3 separate regions of the Mus musculus genome follow, and regions 2 and 3 are each linked to region 1. A link is a contact called in public Hi-C and promoter capture Hi-C data. All regions are on one chromosome and are shown on one strand. Each heading gives the region's core, a stretch centred on a gene start, on an enhancer-like site or on the middle of the called end of the contact. The rest is flanking DNA. Distances are from core to core; before and after follow the strand shown.

Region 1 (4,276 bases), core at 956-3,455:
TTTTGTTTATTGGGGTGGGTATCCATTTGCTCCTCAATTATTAAGGTCCAGTTCCAAGGAAACCGCTGGAGAGTAGGGACACACTGAAGACCCACCACCCACTAAGACTCCAATAAATCATCTATGCTGGGATATTGCTAATCCCTGTGGTTCATCGGGAGAGCCGCTGACTTAACTGTCCCAACATCGAAAGTTCTCTGTGCCAACGGCAAGTACTGTTTTAGGCACAGTAGGTAAGCTGGGCTTTGACACCGAGCAGGGCCAGCGAGGGCAATAAGCTGGAAAAGTCCCTTCTCCATGTTTGAAGCGCCAGGTGATCTGCAAACATAGAAGAGGGAGTCCACAAGAGACTTCCTTTGAGCCAAATGTCTAGAGAACGGATGGAAAGAGTCCCTTGCACATCTTCCTCCTGCCCACCTTCTCCAGTGTGCTCAGCGAACATGAAGAGCGCTTATTTTCCACCAAGTCTGTAGCTTACCCTGTCCTCTAGTTGATTGCCACACGTAGTGAGCAGTCAGAAATCAGAGGTTCCCAGAGAACAGGAACCCAGAACATCAAGGCAAGGACCAACGGGCATCTGTTGCCATCGGAAACAAGAGCAAGGAGAAAATCCCTTTTAAATGGTGGCACTAGTTAGAGAGAGTCGTTCCTTCTTGCTTTTGTGTAGCTTTACTTCTGTGTCCCTTACACCTCTCCCTCTTGCAAACGATGCCCTTTGTTGATCTCTGTATTTATTTCCCCATCTTCCGCACTGTCTACTTAGGCCCCCTCATGGTATGCCTTTCTCTGTAGATCACAGCTAGGTTCTTCCTCCTTCCACTCTTTTATCCCTCACTTTGTTCCTGTGGTTTTTTTCCTGACTGTTTCCATCCACCGGGACAGATTTCCTCTTTCAAGTTGCTATCGTCCACTGATGCAGACAATGGGAAGCTGTCCAACCTCCGCAGCAAAATTTATTCTTAATCCAAGGAAAATTGCATTGTTAAACATGGCAGTGAGACAGAAACTTGGCTTTGCCTTTCTGTCATCCTGATTGGGAGAAAGAATAGTGAGAGGTGGTGAGGAGACGTTAGGGATAGATCCATTCACTGACCATAGACGGATTTCTAAATACAGTGACCATCTGGGTTGGTGTATCACAATTATTGCTTCTGGTACCTCGGTACCGAATGTGGCTTTGGAGCATTTGCGATTTAAAAAAAAAAAAAAAAGGCCGAGACCGTCCCTGGGTGGGCTCGAACCACCAACCTTTCGGTTAACAGCCGAACGCGCTAACCGATTGCGCCACAGAGACGGTGACAGTTGTTTGTGAGGCAGAGAGCCGAGTCAATAGTACTGAGCCGATATGGCGCAAGACCAGTCACGACGCAAGCAGTTACAGTAGCTTAGAAACCCAGCGGAACAAAATCTGATCTCGAAGAACAGCGAATCGAGGCTGTGGCGGAGGGAACAGTGGTTGTGCAAGGGAAGGGAAAGCAAGGGATGCACACGTCCCACCTGGGCTGCCCTGGAGCCGTTGGCCCAGGCTATCCTCGGTCAGTGTCTAGGATGTGGCACAGAACGTTCCTTTGTAGAGTGAACAGAGACTTAGGGCTACGTCTGTCGGCCAGCAGGGATTGGGAGTGAGAGACTCCAAACGCTGAACAACCTGTAGCTCACTCCCGTAAAACAAAACAAAAGCTCCATTCTGGAACTAAACCCTCCTAGCACGAACCCTCGGCACGATCTTCCCATTCTGCAAAGAATGGGCGCCTTCGGTATACTCGGTGCCGATAGGTTAATTGGCGCCTGCAAAAATCCCGGTGAACAGTAAGGATTTGTGAATGAACACTGGAAGTCGGGTAGCTTGAGTAAAATGCCTAACTCCTGCAGCACCACGGTAAGCGCCAGCTTACCTACTCTGCTTACAGCACCAGCCCCACAAGGCCTGTCCCAAGCCCACGTGTTGCAAACTCCGCCCCTAAACGGGATGGCCCGAACTCCAGGTCCGCCAAGATCCCAACATGCCCCGGACCGTAGGCTCTTCCGCACTCACAGTGACTTTTCACTTTCCGCTTTCCATACCTCCGTTTTGGTGTCTCAACCAAACTATGCATATTTGTGACTGACGGCATGAGTGTCCAATAGAAAGCTGAACTAGTCAATCCGAGTCGGCCCGCCAGCCAATGGGGAGGATTCGGCAAGAGCGTTGACCCTGAGAAAGCCAGAGCCGGTTTGCAGGCAACGCTGTGGGGATCGGGCTTCCACTCCAGCGCAATCATGGTGAGATCGGGGAGTAAGGAAAGGAGTCTGGGATGGGAACTGAAAGCAAGGACGAGTAGTGCTTGGGTTCGGGACGGGGAGAGCCTGGTGGTCAGTAGAATGCACATGGGAGTACCGTGCAGATGAGTGCGGTTCCTGGGTGCCCCACCGGGCCCATCTCAGGGCTGGAGCTCCTGGCGTCCTGGCTCCTCCGGAGTGGAGGGCACGGGTATATGAGCTTTGGGGACCAGAACTGATGTGAAGGTTATGGTCCCACTTAGCTCCACGAACTGAGCCCCTTGATTTGTTTGTCCCCAGTCTATTATGTCCTATAATGGAGGGGCCGTCATGGCCATGAAGGGAAAGAACTGTGTGGCCATCGCTGCAGACAGACGTTTCGGGATCCAGGCCCAGATGGTGACCACGGACTTCCAGAAGATCTTTCCCATGGGTGACAGGCTCTACATAGGCCTGGCCGGCCTGGCCACTGACGTCCAGACAGTGTAAGTGTCTCCAGCCCCACCTTCACCCAGGTTTCTTCGTTGAGCAGCCCGATATCAGCCATCTGCCAAAAGCCACGATTGAGTGTGAGACTCAGCTGAACACCACAGCGTTACGGAGATGGGTCCTAACCTATGTTTTTCTGGCATTACCTTGTGCTCTGCTCTTTGTGAAGAAGCATTTTTGTTAGGGAGTCCCTTAATCACCGTCTTAATATTACTGGCGAGCCGTCTCATTCTGCAATTGAAAAAAAAATTGAGACCTTCCTTCAAGATGCACAGTAATGAACGTCAGCCAGAATCCTACTGTAGGTCTTTCTAAAGACCGTGGGCACTCGCTAAACCAGTAGGCGGCTGGCAAAGCAGACATACCGAACGATAACTAACCATGATGAGCTGTTGGGTTTTAACTGCCCACTTTACTTACCTAGTTGACAGTGCTTATGTGATTTGAGTGATGGGAGGGTCTGAGAGGGGAAACGGGTTGTCTGTGATGGCCCCAGTGTGCTGGTTCTGATCGCTGTGGTTGGTGGTGGGAACTTTAAAAACACAATTCATTGATTATTATTTTACGTGTATGTGTGTCTGTGCACCACATGTGTGCAGTGACTGCAGAGGCTAGAAGAGATTGTTGGACAACCTTCCCCCCCAGCAACCCTCATGACCCAGCTTGAATTACAGGTGGTTGTGAGCCACCATGTGGGTGCTGGGGATAGAAAGCTGGAAGAGCAGTCAGTGCTCTTCATGCCTGAGCCATCTCTCCAGCCTCTACATTTATTATTATTATTATTATCATTTTATTGTTTGTATGCCCGGGTTCCACAGCCCTGTGTGAAGGTCAGAGGACAGCTTGCAGAAGTTGGTTTTGCCTTTCCATCATGTGGTTCCAGGCATTGAGCTGCTTAGGCCTGGCGTAGGTGTTACTGCCCACTGACCCATCCCACCATCTCAAGGATGGGATGCTGTGAGTTGCTGAAGAAAGACTCATTCATTGATTCACTGAGCATCGAGGTCAAGAGTCAAGTCTTGCCCTGACCCCCAACCCTGGTACTAGAAATTGAAACCAGGATTTTGAAAGCTTAAGCACATGATATGCTATTGAGTTACATCCTCAAACCCAAGCCCTCATGTTCTGTATTGTTATTACTATTAATATCTAAAAGATTTATTTTATATGTATGGATGATTGACCACATGTCTGTCTGCGCACCAGCTTCATGTTGTGCCCCCAGGAGGCCAGAAAGGGGTGTTGGGTTTGCCCAGAACTGTAGTTGTGAGGTGCTTTGTAGGGGCTGGGAATTGAACTTGAATTTTGTGGAAGAGCAGCCAGTGCTCTTACCCATTGAGCCATCTCTCCAGTGCCTTTTTATTTTTTATTTATTTTTCTATTTTTTTTTTAATTTTTCATTTCCCACCCCTTTCCCTTCTCTCTCTTGCTTTGGCCTGGCTCGCTCCAACCATATATATTTTTTTTTTTAATTATTATTTTTTTTAATTTGTCATTACGGATGCTGCCAGGCGGTGGTGGCACAGGC
Region 2 (4,276 bases), core at 594-3,093, 2.9 Mb after region 1:
TAAACAATAAACTTAGAGACTGCAAATAGTCTCCTAACTGATCCTCAGTTTCATCTTTGCCAAGCCTTGGCTCTTCCGAGAGAATGACCTTTCTTGCAAAAGTGGATGGAGTGTGTCATTTCCCTGTAATAAACTTACCAATGGCGTGCTATTGTGGTGTTTGGTCCCTGGCCTCCCACACATCTTCATTATTTGGCTAGTCTCTGCAATCAATACTGAGCCCCTAGGGATTCCTGGCTCCAAAACTGTCATGAACCTTGTTGTATTTCCTCTGTGTAATAGCTAGCCCTGCTTGTCAACCTGACCGAATCTGGAATGAACTACAATCCAGAAATGCAGGGCACACCTGTGATCCAGATCTTGAGGTTGGAACACAGGTTTCTAACCTGGATCTTGACATGGAGATCTTGAGGAATAGTGACCAGGAAAAGCTTAAACCCAGGTAAGGTAGTTACATGCATTTAATCCCAGGAGATGGAGGCAAGCAGATCTCAGTGTAAGGTCAGCCTGCAACAAAGCAAGTTCCAGATCCAGACCTGGTGGCACACACCTTTAATCTGGGACACACCTTCTGCTAGAGGCCTTCATAAGGACGTTGGAAGAAGAGCGATTCACTCTTCTTTGCTTGCTTGCACTTACTTGCCAGCACATCTGTTGGAACCTACTACTTCAGGATTCCAGCTTAGGCAGAAGACCAGCTGAAACAACGAGCCTCGTGGGACTGAGAGAACTACTAGATTCTTGAACTTCTCATTCACAGCTGCCCACTATTGGGTTAGTTAGAATACAGACTGTAAGTAATTACAGTAAATCACCTTAATTTATAGAGACATTCCATAAGTTGTGTGACTCTAGAGAACCCAGACTGATACAAGAAATGTCATGGTTCTTGTATTTCCTCTGCTTCAGAAATCTCTGTGCTATTCGGCCCTTCAAACATGAACACAGACACCCCCCTTTCCTCCCTCCTCTTTGGTACCTGTCACCTCTAAGTTAAATGCCCCTCTGCCATGCCCATAGCACCCCACTTCAATAACAGCATTCATCATGGTTGGTTTTAATTGTTACTTTGGCTGGCTAATTATTCTAGACAATGAATTTATGGTTCAATCATTCTAACTTGTAGCTTTTCCTTTGTATATGGCCCTACTTAAGGCACAAACAAGACAAAGTAGGTGCTGGGGTGTTTGGTTTCTTTGTCTGTTTGTTTTTGAGACAGGGTCTCTGTATAGACTATGTTGTCTTCAGAAAATCTCCCTACTTCACCCTCCCAAGTGCTGGGATTCAAATGTGAGCCTCCATTCTAAGTTCAAAAAAATTGCATGGTTAGTTGAGCGTGGTGGCATGTGCCTTTAATCTCAGCGCTCGGGAGGCAGAGGCAGGTGGATCTCTGTGAGTTCAAAGCCATCATGGTCTACAGAGTGATTTCAAGGCCAGCCAAAGCTACACAGAGGAACCCTGTCTTGAAAATCAAAAGAAAAAAATTGAGGCTCAAAGAGCATTTGCCTAGTATGTGCACGATCCTGGGTTCCATTCATAGCATAGCATAGCCAAGAAAAGAAAAAGAAAACTTGTCGCATAGATGATAGAACGAAACGTCACTGGTCACTGTCTTTTAGAGAGAGAACATTTTAGTGTCAGAGCCTGGAACATCGGCTTAATAACCAGACACAAGTTCTGGTGGGTATTTCCCCGCCGGCCTCTGGGGGCGCTGTGCGATCCGCGCTCACTTTACGCCGCCGGAAGTTGTCTTGAAGGCTGGCCGTTGCGGGGCGGGACCTCTGGGTCAGTCCTTCCACCCAGAGGAAGAGGGCCGTCTTTACGGTCGAGCTGCCCCTCCCATGGTCCGGCCCACTCCGGGGGGCACCTCAGCGGGAGTGCTGCGGGGACCCGGGAGGTATGGAGCTGGGAGGCAGGGCTCAGCGCGGCCTCTGTCTCGGATTCACTTTGGTTGTCCTGTGATTGCCTCTGAGATTCTGAGGGGTGCCCTTCAGGGGTACTCTGTGGCGGCGGCCTCTGGCAGCCTCTCGAGTGTCGCTTACTAAAAGGCTCACACCACGGGGTGGAGATGAGCGACAGGAAACTCTCCTGGAGAGGTTTCTGCTTGGGACCCCTTTGAGGCTTACCTCTGGATCTCTGCTTTCTGGGGGGAGGAGGAAGGGGCGATTACTGGCGCTCCCCGGGTGCCTGTGTCAGGAAGTTTCCCTTTAGAAGGACCTCTCTCTGCAGTCTCAAGAGAGTTTATAAATCTGAGCTTTCTCTGTGCCTGTCAGTTCAAGGGATGTAAAAGCCATCTTTCGGAAGCACTTTTCTCTTTATTCTGTTTCTTGTCAGATCTTTATTTTACCGGTGGATTCAACTGGGAATGGTTAAATGGAATTTATTGCCATCCAAATTAGTCATTCAAGAAAGCAAGTTATGCCGGGCAGTGGTGGTTGCACGCCTTTAATCCCAGTACTTAGGAGGCAGAGACAGTCAGATTTCTGAGTTCGAGGCCAGCCTGGTCTACAAAGTGAGTTCCAGGACAGCCAGGGCTATACAGAGAAACCCCGCCCCCCCCCCCCCGAAAGAAAGAAAGAAAGTTTTTCTCCATATTTGCACACTCTCCCTGAGGAAAAGATGTCAAGAAGAATCTAAAATCCCTGCTTCTTTCTTCACGGAAGTCATGGTTAAAAGGAGAAAACAGCCTGGTGTGCATATGCCTCAACTATTTCATCAGCTGGGAGCCAGCTTGGGGTACATGAGACCCTGTCTCAAAACAACCCCCTCCCCCCAAAATCAAACAAAAAGAACAGGAGTATTTGTGGAACTTCCTTCAGTATTTGGTGCCCTATCTTGTGCACAGGAACAAACCCGGCCAGCTGTTTTTGTCACCCCACTCTCTAAGCCCCTCCCTTTGTGGTGCCATTAACCCCACCCTGGCTGTGTGCCAAATCCTGGCCACTCATGGGATAAGGAGGTTAATTACAGCTCACTGCTCAGTAGTTCGGTAAACATCAGGGTGGTGCTAACTCCCTGATGCTCCCTGGCCTGCTGTTTGGATTCTGTCTTCCCTCACCACACGGCTTCTGTCCTTTTAGGTTGAAAGCTAAGCATGGGGAAGAGCTGCAAGGTGGTCGTGTGCGGCCAGGCATCTGTGGGCAAAACTTCAATCCTTGAGCAGCTTCTGTACGGGAACCATGTCGTGGGTGAGTGTTGCTGGGCCCGGGAGACTGGCAGAAGACCTTGAGTGAAGGATCTGGTCACATCCTGAATCCAAAAGCTAAAAAGGACACCAGCTGCTTTCACACCCTCCCAATTAGGGCTGGAGGCAGGGCTGACTGTCAGAGCCCTGGTCTAACATGTACTAGTCCTTGGGTTTGAACCCCACAATGGAGGGGGAAAATAAAACATTGTACCACCCAAGTTCTATGACATTGTACAAATCTAGAAGGAAGAAACCCAAAGCCAAGATAGGAAGAAGCCCATTCCCACCCCACAGCACTTGGCCAGAGGTGGATGTAGGGTGTCTGCTTCTATTACTGCCCGCCTTGTTGTTATCGTCTTTGAGAGGGCCTCACTGTACGGCCCAGGTTGGCCAGGAACTCTCACAGATCAACCTGTCTCTGCCCCTGCCTCCCCTCCTCCAAGAGCTTCAATTCAAGGTGTGTGTCTCCACACCCAGTTCTGTGTTGCCCTTTTGCTTGGTGTGATAAAGACATGACACTCGGTCTCACTCTCAAGTCTGGTCTCTCCCGAGCCCCCATATTCCTTATGCCCTGTGTCTGGTCGGCTTGTTAGGCTATCTACCTTGCTCCCATCTCCCATCTCTCTTGACTCATTTTAACCCAGGTTCTGAGATGATCGAGACCCAGGAGGACATCTATGTAGGCTCCATCGAGACAGACCGAGGGGTGCGGGAGCAGGTGCGTTTCTATGATACACGGGGTCTCCGGGATGGGGCCGAGCTGCCCAAGCACTGCTTCTCCTGCACCGATGGCTACGTCCTGGTCTACAGCACAGACAGCCGAGAGTCGTTCCAGCGCGTCGAGCTGCTCAAGAAGGAGATCGACAAGTCCAAGGACAAGAAGGAGGTACATGTCCTAGACTTCTGCTGGGAGCCCAGTGGTAGGAGAGCATGAGCGTGGGTCCTCGGTATGCTTTCGGGTGTATACTGGCTGGTTTTGTGTGTCAACTTGACACAGCTGGAGTTAGCACAGAGAAAGGCACTTAAGGTGAGGAAATGCCTCCATAAGATCCTGCTGTGGGGCATTTTCTCAATTAGTGATCAAGAGTG
Region 3 (4,276 bases), core at 834-3,333, 2.8 Mb after region 1:
GGCTGGCCTCAAACTCAGAAATCTGCCTGCCTCTGCCTCCCAAGTGCTGGGATTAAAGGCGTGCACCACCACGCCCGGCTAACCTTGTGTATTCTTGTTTGCTTGGTTTGTTTTCCTTTTGATATAAAGCCTTGCTAAGTGGTCCTGGCTATCCTTGAGCTCCAGGCTACCCTCTTTCTCTGTCCTGGGACTGTCTGTGTACACCACCATAACCATACCTGGCTTAGGTATTCCTTTGTCATTTCCCCCAATGGTAATCTTGAAAAACTTTTAAAAACTACAACAGGGCTGGAGAGATGGCTCAGCAGATAAGAGCACTGACTGCTCTTCCGAAGGTCCTGAGTTCAAATCCCAGCAACCACATGGTGGCTCACAACCATCTGTAATGAGATCTGATGCCCTCTTCTGGTGTGTCTGAAGACAGCTATAGTGTACTTAAAATACATAAAATAAATAAATCTTAAAAAATAACTACAATAGTCGGGCATTGGTGGCATTTGTCTTTAATCCCAGCACTTGGGAGACAGAGGCAGGCAGATTTCTGAGTTGGAGATCAGCCTGGTCTACAGAGTGAGTTCCAGGACAGCCAGGGCTACACAGAGAAACCCTGTCTCGAAAAACAAAACAAAACAAAACAAAAGAACAACAACATCAACAACCAACAAGGGTATTGGCACTAATGAAAGTCTCTGACTTTACCACATTTTCCCAAGTAATCAGTTATGGTGGCTTGAGACAGAGACTCCCCTGTTACTTGGGCTGGCCTTCACCTCACTATGTAACTGAGGCTGCCTTGAACTTGTGGCAATCCTGCTTCAGTCTCTCAAGTGCTAGAATTACAGATGTTGTGCTCATTTGTGTTTATACATTTGCCAGTAAGGACATCTTTTTTAGAGACTGAAAACGGTTTGCTTTGCTCCTACTGTGTGCTGGATTCTGTTCCTAATACATGCCCATTAAGCTGGATCCTGTTTCTGTTTTTGTGTTTGAAACTCGCTGTGTAGCCAGGGCTGGCCTGGAACTTGTTATGGAGACCAGAAAGCCTGTATCTCACAACCAACCTCCTACCTCTGTCTCTGGAGTAAGAAAATTAAAGACCCAGGCCACCAAGCCTGGCTCAGCTGAATTCTGGAAAGACAGTTTAAGACAAGATTCTGGGCTGGAGAGATGGCTCAGGGATTAAGAGCACTGGTGCTCTTGCAGAAGACCCAGGTTTAACTCCTAGCACCCAAGTGGTGGCTCAAAATCATGTATAACTCCAAGACTGTTTTAAAAAACCAATATAGTTGAGGCAGTTAACTGAGCTAGCTATCTAAGATATTATGGGTACTTAGAGGTACTGCTGTGTCTGTGTGGTGTGTGTGTGTGTGTGTGTGTGTGTGAACATGTGTGTGCTTGTGCACATGTGAATGTAGATGCCAGGGGACACTTCAGGAATGCATGTCTTTCTGTCTCTCCAGGGCTGGCTAATACAAGATGGTGCCATCACACTGGGCTGTACCAGGGTTGGGGGAACTGAAACAGAGAGCTGCATGCTTAGCATGCGCTTTACCAACTGAGTTATCCCCACAGCCATTACTCCTGAATGGCTGCAGAATTATGTCAGGCTAGACCTTAGTTTAGACTTGCTATTAGCAAGTGTTCCATAACTATGTGACATTGAAAGCTAAACCCATCACACTTTCCATTGCATTCTCATGCAAATCCTCACGTCCCTGAGGGCTCTATTATTTTCCTGTTCATTTGGCAGGTAGAACGCGTACTTTTCAGTTCCCTAATGTGCTTGGTCAAGGATCACGCAGCTAAGAAGTGACAAGAGAGAAGGCTGCCCAAGCCCTCTGACTCCGGTTCCAAAATTCTCTCTCCTTCCTAATGGGACCTGGAGTGCTTAAGCCTTAATCCTACTTGGAATTTTGCCTCCAATTCTCATTTTCTTGGCTTGCTTTGTCTGCGAGGCTTTCCACGTGGCAACTGGAGGGGAGAAGCAACCTACAAGCAAACAGCGATCACTCTGGAGCGCCAGCGTCCTGCAGCCGCCGGCCACGCGCTCAGCACTTGTCTGACCGGTGTGCGCAGCGTGGCGACACAGGCGCATGAGCACGCTGGGCGGGCTCACCCGGAGGCCTAACACCGCCAGGGGAGGGGAGGGGAGGGACCGGAAGTTAGACTATCTCTCTAGGTTGCTAAGAGACCGGGCTGTCCCAAAACAAGCCGGCGATTCTCCAGCCTCTTTTCCTTTCTGAATCTGCTTCAGAATTTCCAAAAGTAGGGTGACCATGTCGGACGGTGATATCTTAAGAAGCACTTTTCCCTCTTACATGGCAGAGGGGGAGAGGCTTTATCTGTGCGGGGAGTTCACTAAGGCCATTCAAAGCTTTACCAACGTGAGTTGCGCTTTGATCCTATTACTGTGTTGCCTTCCTCTTTTCCCCTCCTCCCTTTCCCTCTCTTCCTCCTCCCCTTCTTCTTTCCCTTCCCCTTCCTTCTCCTCTCCCCTCTTCTTTTTTTCTCTTCTTTCCTCTCTCAACCTCCTCCCCGCCTCCGCTCCTCTTTTGAGATAGACACTTGTTCTGTAGACCAGGGTGGTCTCGAACTACCCCTACTTCCTGAGAGATGACTTCCAATGTGCACCCTCATTCCCAACTTATGATTTGAAAGGAAGGTGCCCTCCTTATGTCCTCTGGAGGCCAACTCCCTATCTTGCAGTTGGCCTCTGGAATGATGGAACCCCAGCTTGCTACCTGGACCCACCACCATTGTGTTGTTGATGAAAGATTTGTGTGTATGTATACCACATGCATGCCTGGTACTTTTGGAAGCCAGAAGAGGGAACTGGATCCCTTGGAACTGGAGTTACAGGCAGTTATGTAGCACCAAATGGGTGCTGGGATCCAGATCTGGGTCCTCTACAGGAATAGTAAGTGCTGTTAACCAATAAATCAACACGATACCACCCCCCACCACACACACACACACACTTCACCACTTAAAGAAAAATATTTGTATGTGATGGGTGTTTTGCCAGCATGCATGGACCACATGCATACTTCCCTCTTAGAGTGTGGAAATGGACTGAGGGGTGTGAGCTGCCATGTAGGTGCTGGGACTTGAACCTGGGTCCTCTGGAAGAGCAGGCAGTCAGTCAGTTAGTGTTCTTAGCTGCTAAAAAATCTCCAGTCCCACCCAATTACCATTTTTTTTTCATCACCAGCAGCCCTGAGGTCCATTTTGTGGATATCATACTCCTGGTTCCCATGATATGCCACTGTCACACATAAACCCTGACTTTTGCCATTTTCTCTTATAGTTTCTCACTAATGCCTGCCAGTTGGAGACATAATGTGACCAATCATTAAATGTTTCATGATTACCTTTCTCTTGATAAATTCAGTCTCCCATCCTTAGCCACAGATTGCCCAAGAAGCTAAATGTAGAAGTCTTTGGCACAGGCTTGCCTGTAAGAAAGTTGTCGGTGAAGTTAGGGCGTACTGTAGTAACCTTATTGAAAATTACACCATTGTACCCTACAGGGATTGGGAGTCGTTTTAGGATATTAGACTCACTGCTCTAAGCAGTGTGTGTCCGTCTAGGATGTCGGGGAGCGGAAGGGGTTACTATTGTTTTCTTTGTATATATGAGGAAGTGAATATAAAAGTTAGGTAACATGCCCAAGGTCACTGCACTGAACTAGCTGGAGTAGTGGAGGAAGGATCCTGTGAGCCAAGCATTCAGACTCCAGTTGCCTGGGGTGCCAACCTCCAGACTGCAAGGTGTTCTGATAACCTTTTCCTTTGCAGGGCTGGAGACAGTGCTTAGCTGGGTAGAGTGTTTGCCTTGTGTGCATGAAGCCCTGGTTTGATCCTGCTTTTGAGTGTGTTGTCCCACACTTTCAGTCCCAGCAGCTGGCAGGTAGAGAGAGAGAAGGAACAGAGATTTAAGATCATCTATGGCTACTTAGCAAGGTCAGGGCCAGCGTGGAATACTGGAGATCCTGCCTCCAGAACAGAATAACCATTTCCTTTGCTAGAAACTATACTTTTCTTTTGGGGTGCTGGTGCTCCGACCCCACATGCTTGCCAGTTGCTCTTCTTCTGAGTAACATGAGGAGCCCATAGCCTCCTTCCTTCCTTCCTTCCTTCCTTCCTTCCTTCCTTCCTTCCTTCCTTCCTTTCTTCCTTCCTTCTTTCTTCCTTCCTTTCTCAAGACGGGACTTCTCTGTATAGCCCTGACCATCCTGGAATTTGCTCTGTAGACTGGGTTATTTCGAACTCAGAGA

The links. Promoter capture Hi-C pulls out the DNA fragments that hold promoters and counts their contacts. A called contact is a pair of places that touch in the nucleus more often than the background predicts.
Region 2: a contact with region 1 is called in a Hi-C map of uterus, with 9 times the contacts expected there. The contact joins the promoter of Nkiras2 here to the promoter of Psmb3 in region 1. A contact is called at or near these places in 2 of 39 promoter capture datasets (liver and pre-B cells) and 2 of 484 Hi-C or Micro-C datasets (B cells and uterus).
Region 3: a promoter capture Hi-C map of pre-B cells shows a contact between it and region 1, with 2.7 times the contacts expected there. The contact joins the promoter of Ttc25 here to the promoter of Psmb3 in region 1. A contact is called at or near these places in 2 of 39 promoter capture datasets (liver and pre-B cells).

The regions. Positions count from the first base shown.
Region 1 is chr11:97,701,229-97,705,504 of GRCm38.p6, forward strand. It overlaps Psmb3 (proteasome (prosome, macropain) subunit, beta type 3), which reads left to right and starts at 2,206. Exons shown (of 6, transcript NM_011971.4): 1 at 2,206-2,262; 2 at 2,560-2,744. The coding sequence starts at 2,260. It overlaps n-TNgtt8 (a tRNA gene), which reads right to left and starts at 1,294; the gene lies at 1,221-1,294. It also overlaps a transcript of Pcgf2 not described here.
Region 2 is chr11:100,621,112-100,625,387 of GRCm38.p6, forward strand. Nkiras2 (NFKB inhibitor interacting Ras-like protein 2) reads left to right here and starts at 1,844. Exons shown (of 4, transcript NM_028024.2): 1 at 1,844-1,897; 2 at 3,081-3,188; 3 at 3,832-4,073. The coding sequence starts at 3,095.
Region 3 is chr11:100,543,525-100,547,800 of GRCm38.p6, forward strand. Ttc25 (tetratricopeptide repeat domain 25) reads left to right here and starts at 2,084. Exons shown (of 12, transcript NM_028918.3): 1 at 2,084-2,384. The coding sequence starts at 2,277.